Linked DNA regions of Mus musculus: region 2 is linked to region 1. The links are chromatin contacts, called in public Hi-C maps. All regions are on one chromosome and are shown on one strand. The core of a region is the stretch at or near the end of the contact, and the rest is flanking DNA. Distances in the headings are between cores, read along the strand shown. Region 1 holds the start of Rph3a (rabphilin 3A). Region 2 has its middle 49 kb from the start of Rph3a.

What was found. A called contact is a pair of places that touch in the nucleus more often than the background predicts.
Region 2: a contact with region 1 is called in a Hi-C map of cerebral cortex, with 1.9 times the contacts expected there. The contact joins the enhancer-like site here to the promoter of Rph3a in region 1. A contact is called at or near these places in 3 of 39 promoter capture datasets (the HPC-7 cell line, embryonic stem cells and trophoblast stem cells), 6 of 484 Hi-C or Micro-C datasets (B cells, cerebral cortex, cumulus cells and 3 more), 2 of 115 datasets of contacts at active chromatin or transcription factors (SST interneurons and forebrain) and 3 of 9 other capture datasets (adipose tissue, liver and pancreatic islet).

The regions. Positions count from the first base shown.
Region 1 is chr5:121,007,797-121,012,210 of GRCm38.p6, forward strand. It overlaps Rph3a (rabphilin 3A), which reads right to left and starts at 1,742. Exons shown (of 22, transcript NM_011286.3): 1 at 1,442-1,742; 2 at 1,188-1,303.
Region 2 is chr5:121,056,006-121,060,419 of GRCm38.p6, forward strand. No RefSeq gene overlaps it. Among named protein-coding and RNA genes, the nearest start is that of Rph3a, 49 kb to the left of the region's middle. Within about 2 kb of position 2,411, at least 7 of the 459 cell types and tissues checked have an H3K27ac peak or open chromatin away from gene starts, as enhancers often do. A contact at or near this core is called in cerebral cortex, where this site is marked.

The sequences.
Region 1 (4,414 bases), core at 492-2,991:
TCCTCCTGTGTCCTGCCCACATAGGCTTATACCCTGAGCTCCCCGGGCCCCTCATGGCTCTGGGGCTGGGGCTGGGTGACCCTCTTGACACTTCCAGCATGCCAGTCCCTAGGGTTAGCCTTGTCTTATTCCTACCTCCCAAGTTCAACTTCCTGAAGAAATTCCAGTGGATAGAGACGGCTGAAGTGGATCGAAGTGCTAAAAATAAAGACTTTCATTTCCCCAAAAAAGGTAGGAAGTAATTAAAGCAGGAAGCAGAATTGAGTCCTCTCCCATAGATCACAGATTACTGGCAAAAGCATTTTAAAATTAAACATGAGCTTCGGGATTGGGTGGTGAGGGACCTCTGCTTCCCACTCACTAACAGGTTGGTATGGGGTTACCCCCATTGGGATATCAGAGAAAGAAATTGGTATAGGGGTTACAGCTTGTCCTGGAATTGGGGGCCTGGGGTTGGGATGTCATAGCCCCCTTCTCAATGGCAAGGTGAGCTCAGTGACAGAGCCACATACATACCCCCCATCCAGTCTCTTACAGGTGACACCACCTGTAAAATCCCATCTCGGCATCCCCGGCTCGGCAGGCAGCTGACTGCTTGACCATTCATGCCAAGAGAAAAGGTGGCTCTTTCATGGATCCCCGCTCTCCCATTTCAGGACAGCTGAGTTTGCAGAACCCACCACAATTCAATTATTCAGCCAGCCCTGGCGGAGAGCCCGGTCTGAGCCCCATCCTAAGCAAATGCTGGTCCAGGATGCCCAGGCAAGGGTTAACATTCCAGGCTCAGCTGACTCTCCCAACTGGGGCCAAGATGCCCACCCACCAACTCCAAACACTCAGAGGCCCCGTGTGCCATACAGGCCATGAAGGGTTAACTAATTCGAGAGCTGCCAATCACTTTCCTCAGGTTCTGCTGCAAAGAGGACAAGCTGGGCAGAAGCCACTCTCCTGCTCACTCGCCTGAGCAGGCACACACTTGCCTCCTCCCTGGGCACTGTACTAAAACCCCATTTGCCTCCGGAGTGTTGCTGATAAAAGCCTACAGAATACAGGCAAAGAACTATGCTCAGTTCTCAACAGCCCTACCCTCCCTGCTTCCCTCTCCCTAGCTCATGCATGCACATCTCAGTTAGGGTCCTGAGATCTCCTAGTCCGTTTGCGGGACCACCACAAAGAATGTCACTCACCGGGACAGTAGAGGATTGCAGCAGAATACGGGAGCCAAATTCTTGCCAACTCCCTGCTGGGGGGGGGGGGAGGTGTTAAGTCCCAGCGACTTGGCTTGAAAGAACAGCAGATATGCCTGAAAGAAAATTGTGCATTTGACTCTCCCGGTCTTCCCAAAATAAAACCGAGGCACCAACACGAACACATTCCCCTAAATCATGCACACACATACACACACAAAAAGGAAAAAAAAAAAAAGACAAAAAAGAAATACCCCGTCAGAGGCGAAAACTAAGTGCAGCTAGAGTCTGCAGCGGTGGGCAGCGAATCACCCAGACTACTCCACATGGAAGGTTTTGTAAGTCTCTTTCTTTCTCTCCCTTCTTCTCTTTCCTCTCTCCCTCTCTGGGCAGCGTAGGCAACTCTGGGATGCGGGTAAGAGACGAATCAATTGCTTCCCTGGTGCCCGATCCTGCTGTCACCTACTGCAAGAACCCTGTGTGATCCAGAGGGAGGGGCAGCCGCTTCCCGGCGGAGCAGGGGAGCCCAGCTTGCCTCCCACCGCGATGCATTGTGCCGCGTTGCCTGCGGGAGGAGAGGTGGGAGGCCAGGAGGGGAGGCTGGGCGCCCCAGAACGATCCGGATTGGCAGTCAGTACCACGGACAGCACCAGGACGCAAGCGGAGGGGAAGGGCGGCCACTAACCCCAGGCAGAACAGGGGAAGTTATTGGATCCCTGCAGCAGAGGAAGGGAGAGGCCAGAGTAGAGGAACCAGGACGATTTTGTCAGACTGCATATGGGCCACCTCGCTGCATACTTATGCTAATATTGTCAAATGAGCTATAACAATCCCTGATCTTCACAGGTACCTGTGCGTCTCCCTGTGGCTTCCAGGATCATCCACATTGCTGCTGAAGTCTGCAACTCAGGCTCAGAAGACTGCAGGAAAAAAACAAGGCTAAAAAACAAAACAAAACAACAAAAAACAGGAGTGCCTGAAGGGGATGGTGGTTTGTTTAAACAACCACATCTGACAGGTTTCAGGGAGCCTGGGCCAGCCCCATGCACCCCTGGGGATGGCACTTAATGTTTCCACGTCCCATCTGCAAACTGAAGACACGGCCACCACATTTTCCTAATGACAGAAAGAATGAGTCTAAGGTAGCGATAAGAAAGCCCACACTAGGGGCTGCTCTGATTCCATGATCTATAACCCACCCTCTGATTCAAATGTTTTGGCGAAGATAAAGGACTTGACAGCCGACGAGGCTGGTGCAAGCGTGTGGTTTGAGTGGGATGGAGCTGGAAATCTTAGGAGTTCCAGAGCAGACATGATCCTCTGCCAAAGACCCATCTCCCCAAACCAGACTGGCTCTCCGAGGTAAAGTCACTACACACAGGAAATAAATCTCCAGAGAGGGGGGTGATATACAGTGGGAATGTGTTCCCATGGCACCAGCATCCCGGATCCCCAGTGTGTGCTGCTGCTGCCAGCTACAAGAACATGCCCGCGGTGGAGAGAGAGAGAGTGGCAAAGTCAAAAGAAGCCAAGGGCTGTTTAGAACCTCCCAGCCAAGTGAGGGGTGTTCCTCTCTCCACTGGGGACTCATATGTAAAGTTTCCCATTGAGGGCCCAGGGTGAGTCACTACTTTCGCCACTAAAGTCTCCCTTTGAGAGCTAGGATTCAGACTGCCAGGATCTGAGAGACCATTTGGAGCTTGGCTCTACAGATGATCGCTATGGTGGTGTTGACGGTGGTGGTGGTCATCTGGGTGATAATGAAAGCATGAAGATCATGATGATGGTGGCAATGATTATGGTGGGGGTGGTGCTGGTGGTTGCTGGTGGGGGTTGTGGTGATGGTGGTGGTGATGGTGATGGTGGTGGTGGTGATGGTGGTGATGGTGCAGATAATGATCACAATGCTGACTGTGATAGCTGTGGTGATGTCAGCTATTTATTGGGAACCTGCTATGTTCCAGACATCCTTCCAGAAGCTCTGCATGTCTCATCTGAGGGTCTCTGTGCCCCCTCTGTGGTGGCTGCCATTCCCATTCTATAAATAAGGAAGTTAAGACCAAGAAATTCCATTCCTTGCTGGAGGCTACACAGTGAGTGACAGTCATGGGGATCAAACCCAGGGCTGGGATTCCAAAGTGTGCCCACTAGGATGTCTGCCCTGCAGGACCACTCGACAGAATCTTACAGTTTGGGGGCTGAGACCTTACTGCTTTTTTTTTTTTTTTTTTTTTTTTTGGTTTTTTGAGACAGGGTTTCTCTGTTTAGCCTTGGCTGTGCTGGAACTCACTCTGTAGACCAGGCTGGCCTCAAACTCAGAAATCTGCCTGCCTCTGCCTCCCAAGTGCTGGGATTAAAGGCATGCACCACCACTGCACGGCTACTGAGTCTTTTCTTAGCTGAGACAATGGCACACATTCATTCCTGTCACTTCACCAATGGAGAAGAGACCCAGGGGCTTGGAGAGTCTTTCTAGTCAAAGACCTGTGAGCAGATTTGGAGGACAGAGCTGAAGAACGTTCAGATACAGAGCCTGTGTTCTCAAACCTACTCAAGCCCAGCACACACTAAGCCCTCAACAAACATTTGAGCAAACACTCAAGAGACTCTCAGAAGGTCAAAAGTCACACTGTGTGCTGATTAAGGGGCTAGAACCCAAGTGTCTTGTAAGAGTCTCAGCCCCTGGATCCTGAGGAGTTCTCACCCCCAGCGTGGCCTCTCGGCCATGAGAACCATGTATTCTGCAAAGCCCTGGCTCAGATCCAGCTCTTTTGGGGAAGAAACAGAACCACCAAATGCCAAGACACCTACTGTGTGTCCCGTCCAGCCACAGCTACTGTCTTGTGTCTTCATAATGACATGGAGTGGGGTTAAGCCGTCCAGCTTCAGAGGAGAAACCCAGAGGAAGAGGGGAAAGCCCCCAAAGTCGCACAGCCAGGCAGCAGCTAACAGGAGAGGAAATCTGCCTGCAACATCTGTGTCTTTATCATCCTCTTGTCCAATCAGGTCCTCTAAACCTCCCAAGCAAGAGTTAAAAAAAAATACCCTATAGAGCCTGATTTAACTGGATGCTTCTAGCTGCTTTTGCAGGCTGGGCTCCTGCCCAAGTCTCCACTGAAACAGGTTTTTTTTTCACAGAATGTATAAAGTAATATGGCTAAACCTCAGCTCAGCACCCTCCTGGGTGTCTGCCCTCTAGGAACATCCTCTTCTCAGGGGGACTCACC
Region 2 (4,414 bases), core at 1,161-3,660, 49 kb after region 1:
TTAACAGAGATGGGGAGGAGAGACCTACAACAGCCAGGGATGACCGGATTGTGCCAGATTCCCGTGCACACAAGTTCCCATCCTGCCCTGGAGCAGTGCTCTGTGTCTGTCTGTCTGTTTTATATACTTTTGCTTTTTGACACAAGTCTCACTGTGTAGCCCTGGAGCTCAACATGCAGTTCAGCTGACCCAGGATTCACAGCAATCCTCCTGCCTCTGCCCTTCAAGAGCTGGGGTTTTGTTTGGTTTGGTTTTTTTACATTTGTGCATGTGCGTAGGTCAAAGGATAACTCGTGGACACCCTCTCCTTCCACCAGGTGAATCCCAGGGATCACAGTTAGCTCAGCAGGCCTGGCAGCAGGCAGCCTCATTCTCCATACCATGTCACCAGCCCTTAAGTGACAACGTTGAGACAGGGTCTCAATATGTAACCCAAGCTGGCAGTTAGTTCTCCATCCTCCTGTCTCAAACTGACTGCTGGGACAACAGGTATGTGCCAAAACACACACACACACACACACACACACACACACTCTCACACAAATGTAGACACACTCATGACTCAACTCAAACAAGGTTCTTTTCTTGTTACAGTTTAAAAAAAAAAACATGGCATGTGTGCCTGTGTGAGTTTATGTGCATATGCGTGCAGTGCCCACCCATGACTGCGAAAGCTGTGCCTCAGTTTCCACCTTAGACAAATGGGGAGGATAGTCACCCCTCAGTGCTACTGTGAGCTTTGGCCTTCTGCCCAAACTCTGCTGGCCATCTTCTCTCTGCCTCTGAGTGTAGGTCTGAAGGTATGCTTGTCACTATACTCTCTCTGAAGACTGTGTCTCAGAATCCACCCTCAAATCACCAGCAAAGAGCATCGTGCCTGGCACATAGTAGGTACTCAATATCAGTCTTAAACAGGCTGATAGGCCCACAGCCTCTCCCCCACACATGCCAAGTGGGCAGTCATTCAGCACAAACACTTCTAATCTATTCCTGCCCACCCCATCCCCCACATCCCTTTAAGGGCAAGTCACCATCTCCGAAGTCATTTCTATTTCTGATGCCAGTCCCACCACCTCTCTACCTAATAGTCCTGAAGATGCAGCCATCCATCTACAGGGTCCAGGCTTTGTAGAGCTGTATCATCAACACGATATGCCCCCTCCCCGCCTCCCTGATAGAAAAGGCAAGGCAAATGAAGGTAGGGTTTTCACCTCCTGCTGGCTATATAAAACCTTTCCTTGCTATACGCTTGTCCCCAGGGACCCGGTCGTGTTCTGGGATCACAATACCCAAGGTGAGTGTCATAATCACTATGCTTTATTAACTACTGATTGCAGGCCAGGCAGAGCCAAGCAATACGCGTACATCTTCATTTACGCTGGCGGCCACTCTGATGCTGGGTAAAACCAGGGGCTTTGAAAGCAGACAGATCCAGGTTGAAATGCCTGCTCTGTGTCTCATCACATGACCTTGAACCAGTGACCCATCTTCTAGGACCTCAGTTTTTTACCCATAAAGTGGGGGATGGGGTGGGGGTAAAACTACCTGGAAGTGTTCAGGCTTTGGGATCTAGAGGGACACTGAGACCTATGTGGTAAGACATTCCTTAAAAGAGTTATTAACACCATAGACAGACAGACAGACAGCAGGGTGGGGGCTCTGATGGGAGTTCAGGCCCATGAGGCAGAGTAGTGGTTCACTTCTTTTAGGTCTCAGTCAAAGGGAGAGGTTCCATGTCACATGGTTGATGGACAGTTCACAGCTCAGCCTGAACTAGGCTGTCCCTAACCCCTGGGCAGCAGCAGGCAAGATCCCGCTTTCTGGGAGGGAGTACCATTCCCAGGATGAAAGGGGTGAGCAGCACATTTAGTTCAAGTATACCCATTATACAGGTCTAGTATGTGACACTGCCCGTAGCTCTTTGATGTCCCAGGGTCTGGCAACCTGAGGTCTACAATCTCTCGTGGAAAAATGCAAATGGCCTCTTGCCATTCTGGAACGGGGGCACCTGGGAAATCTGTTGGAGACTCACAGACAGGCTCTCTGGGTGAGAGCTTGTTATTTCCTTCCCATCAGCTGTAAGATAGAGGCGGCAGCAGGTGTGCATGCCTGATCAGCCTGTAACCTTTGCACTTAACACGACCTACCATTGAAGCAGTGGGAGAAGAGAGTGGCCAGAGGTCCCTAATCTGATATACCAAGCCAGAGACGGTGTATTGGAGCCGATGCTGTGTAAGGAGCACAGGGCTGGGGCGGGGGTGGGAGTGGGGTTCAGCCTGTGGTCCTTACAGTGTGGATTTCTCCCCACAAGCAGCAGCCGGAAAGTCAGAGGCAAGAGGACCTAAAGCTGAAGACCAGCCTGGACCACTGTGACATGGACACCCGCGCACCCGCGGGGAGGAACGTTTTGTTCGAAGCTATGCTGTCTCACATGCCTTAGAAGCTGGAGCAGATGGCAGAAGCTAACACATCACCTTGTGGTGAACGGGAAGCGTGGAGCAAGATGAGCAAGGGACAGGCATGAGAGGTCCCTAAGCATCTGCCCCAGTGACCCGCTTGAGCTAGCCCTTACCCTGTAAAGTCTCCAGAAACTTCCAAAATAGCACCGCCAGCTTAGAACAAATATCTAACATGCATGCTTTAGAGGGTCATTTTGTACTCAGTGATGGAGGCAGCTGGGTGAGACCTGGTCTCAAAATAAAAAGGGGTGGGAAGGGAGACAGGGAGAGGAGGGAATCTGGCAGAGAGTTAGAGGAATAAAAGGAAGAAAGAATGCTCCAGAGAAGCTAATTGACCTAGTTTGTTTTCTGTTGCTGTGGTAGATACTGTAACCAAAACCAACGGGGTGAGGGGGAGGGGGAGGGAGAAAGGGCTTATTTTTCTCTTACAATTCCCAGGTCCCAGTCCATCCCTGGGGGAAAGCAGAGCAGAAACCTGGAGCCAAGAACTAAAGCAGAAGCCACGGAGGAAGAAACTGTGCTTACTGGCTTACTCTACAGGCTCCTGTTTGGCCACCTTTCTGATGGATCCCAAGCAGCCAAGGGAATGGCTCCGCCCACAGTGGACTGGGCCCTCCCAACAGGTACCCATGGGCCAATCTGATGAAGGCATTTTCTCAGCGTAGGTTCCCTCTACCTAGATGCTCCTAGCTTGTGTCAAGTTGACAAAAAAAGTAACAAGTGCACTAATTACCTCACCGGAGGTGGGTGGTACAACCATCAGGAGGCAAAGAAGGGACTCAAGGCCAGTTTCGCTCATTTTTATATTTTTAGCGGTTTCTCTGAGGCACGGGTTCCCTCCGCCCTCCAGCCCCACCTTCATAAATGATCTCCCTGAGACCCCCCCACATCAATGTGCAGCAGCTGAAATTCCACTCGAATTCCAAGCTGAGGGAACCTCTTCCAGACTCCAACCCTCTCTCACCCCACCAGAACTTCTAAGAGACTGTGAAACTTTTTTCTGCTATTGAAAATACAAAATTAACCAAGAAGACTCCGTGTCCCATGGCCCCAGTCTTCCCCACTGACTCCTTCAGCCCTGCTGGCTGTCTTTCTTCTCCTCAGACATCTGAGCCCCTTCCCTTCTGAAGCCTGCCTGCTCTTCTTGATACAGAAGGAACACAAATGGGAAACCCAGAGAGCCTCTACTCCATCATTCAAGTCTGGATGGAAACCACTCCCTGAAGCCTATACTGCCTGCCTGGGCCAAAGATTAAGACTTGGGTATAGCAGGACAAAGGTGGCACATGCCTTTCATCCAAGCTACTGGGAGGCAGAGGCAGGGGAATCTCTGTGAGTCCAAAGCCAGCCACTGAATTCCAGGACAGTCAGAGCTAGAGAAACCCTGTCTCAAAAACAAACAAACAAACAAAATCTGGGCAGAAAGGCTTATTTGGAAGAATATTGGCTCATTTCCCATTATTGTAACACAATGCCTAAAGCTGGGTCCTTATATCAAGACAAGTGGTTCTGGAGGTTCAAAGTCCAAGATAGGGTGGCCTCTAGGAAGGGCCTAACAGTGTGTAATATTGTAACAAAAAATATATCTAGGAATCAGAGATTCTATCTCCAGACAGGAAACCAGCCAGGGGGAGGGCCCAGGCTAGCTCCTTTTGTAACAGGGGGATGAACCAGCAGGTGTAAAAAGAGAGACCTCGATGCCTTTGGAGGCCAGCTCTCCCAATGGCTTCCACCAGGCTTCCTCTCTTTTAAATCCCACTGTTTCATTGAGAACCAGTTTCTACATGTGAACCCTTGGATGAATGTGCCACCCCCATGCTATCACAGGGGGTGGGGAGTCATCCAGCACGTTCAGGCAGAGATGGGGAAAGGTAGAGAGAGGAGGGGGCTATATTTAACAATCTACCTCCATGAGCAGCCCAGCTCCATTCAGTGGCATGAGAACCCTATCTCAG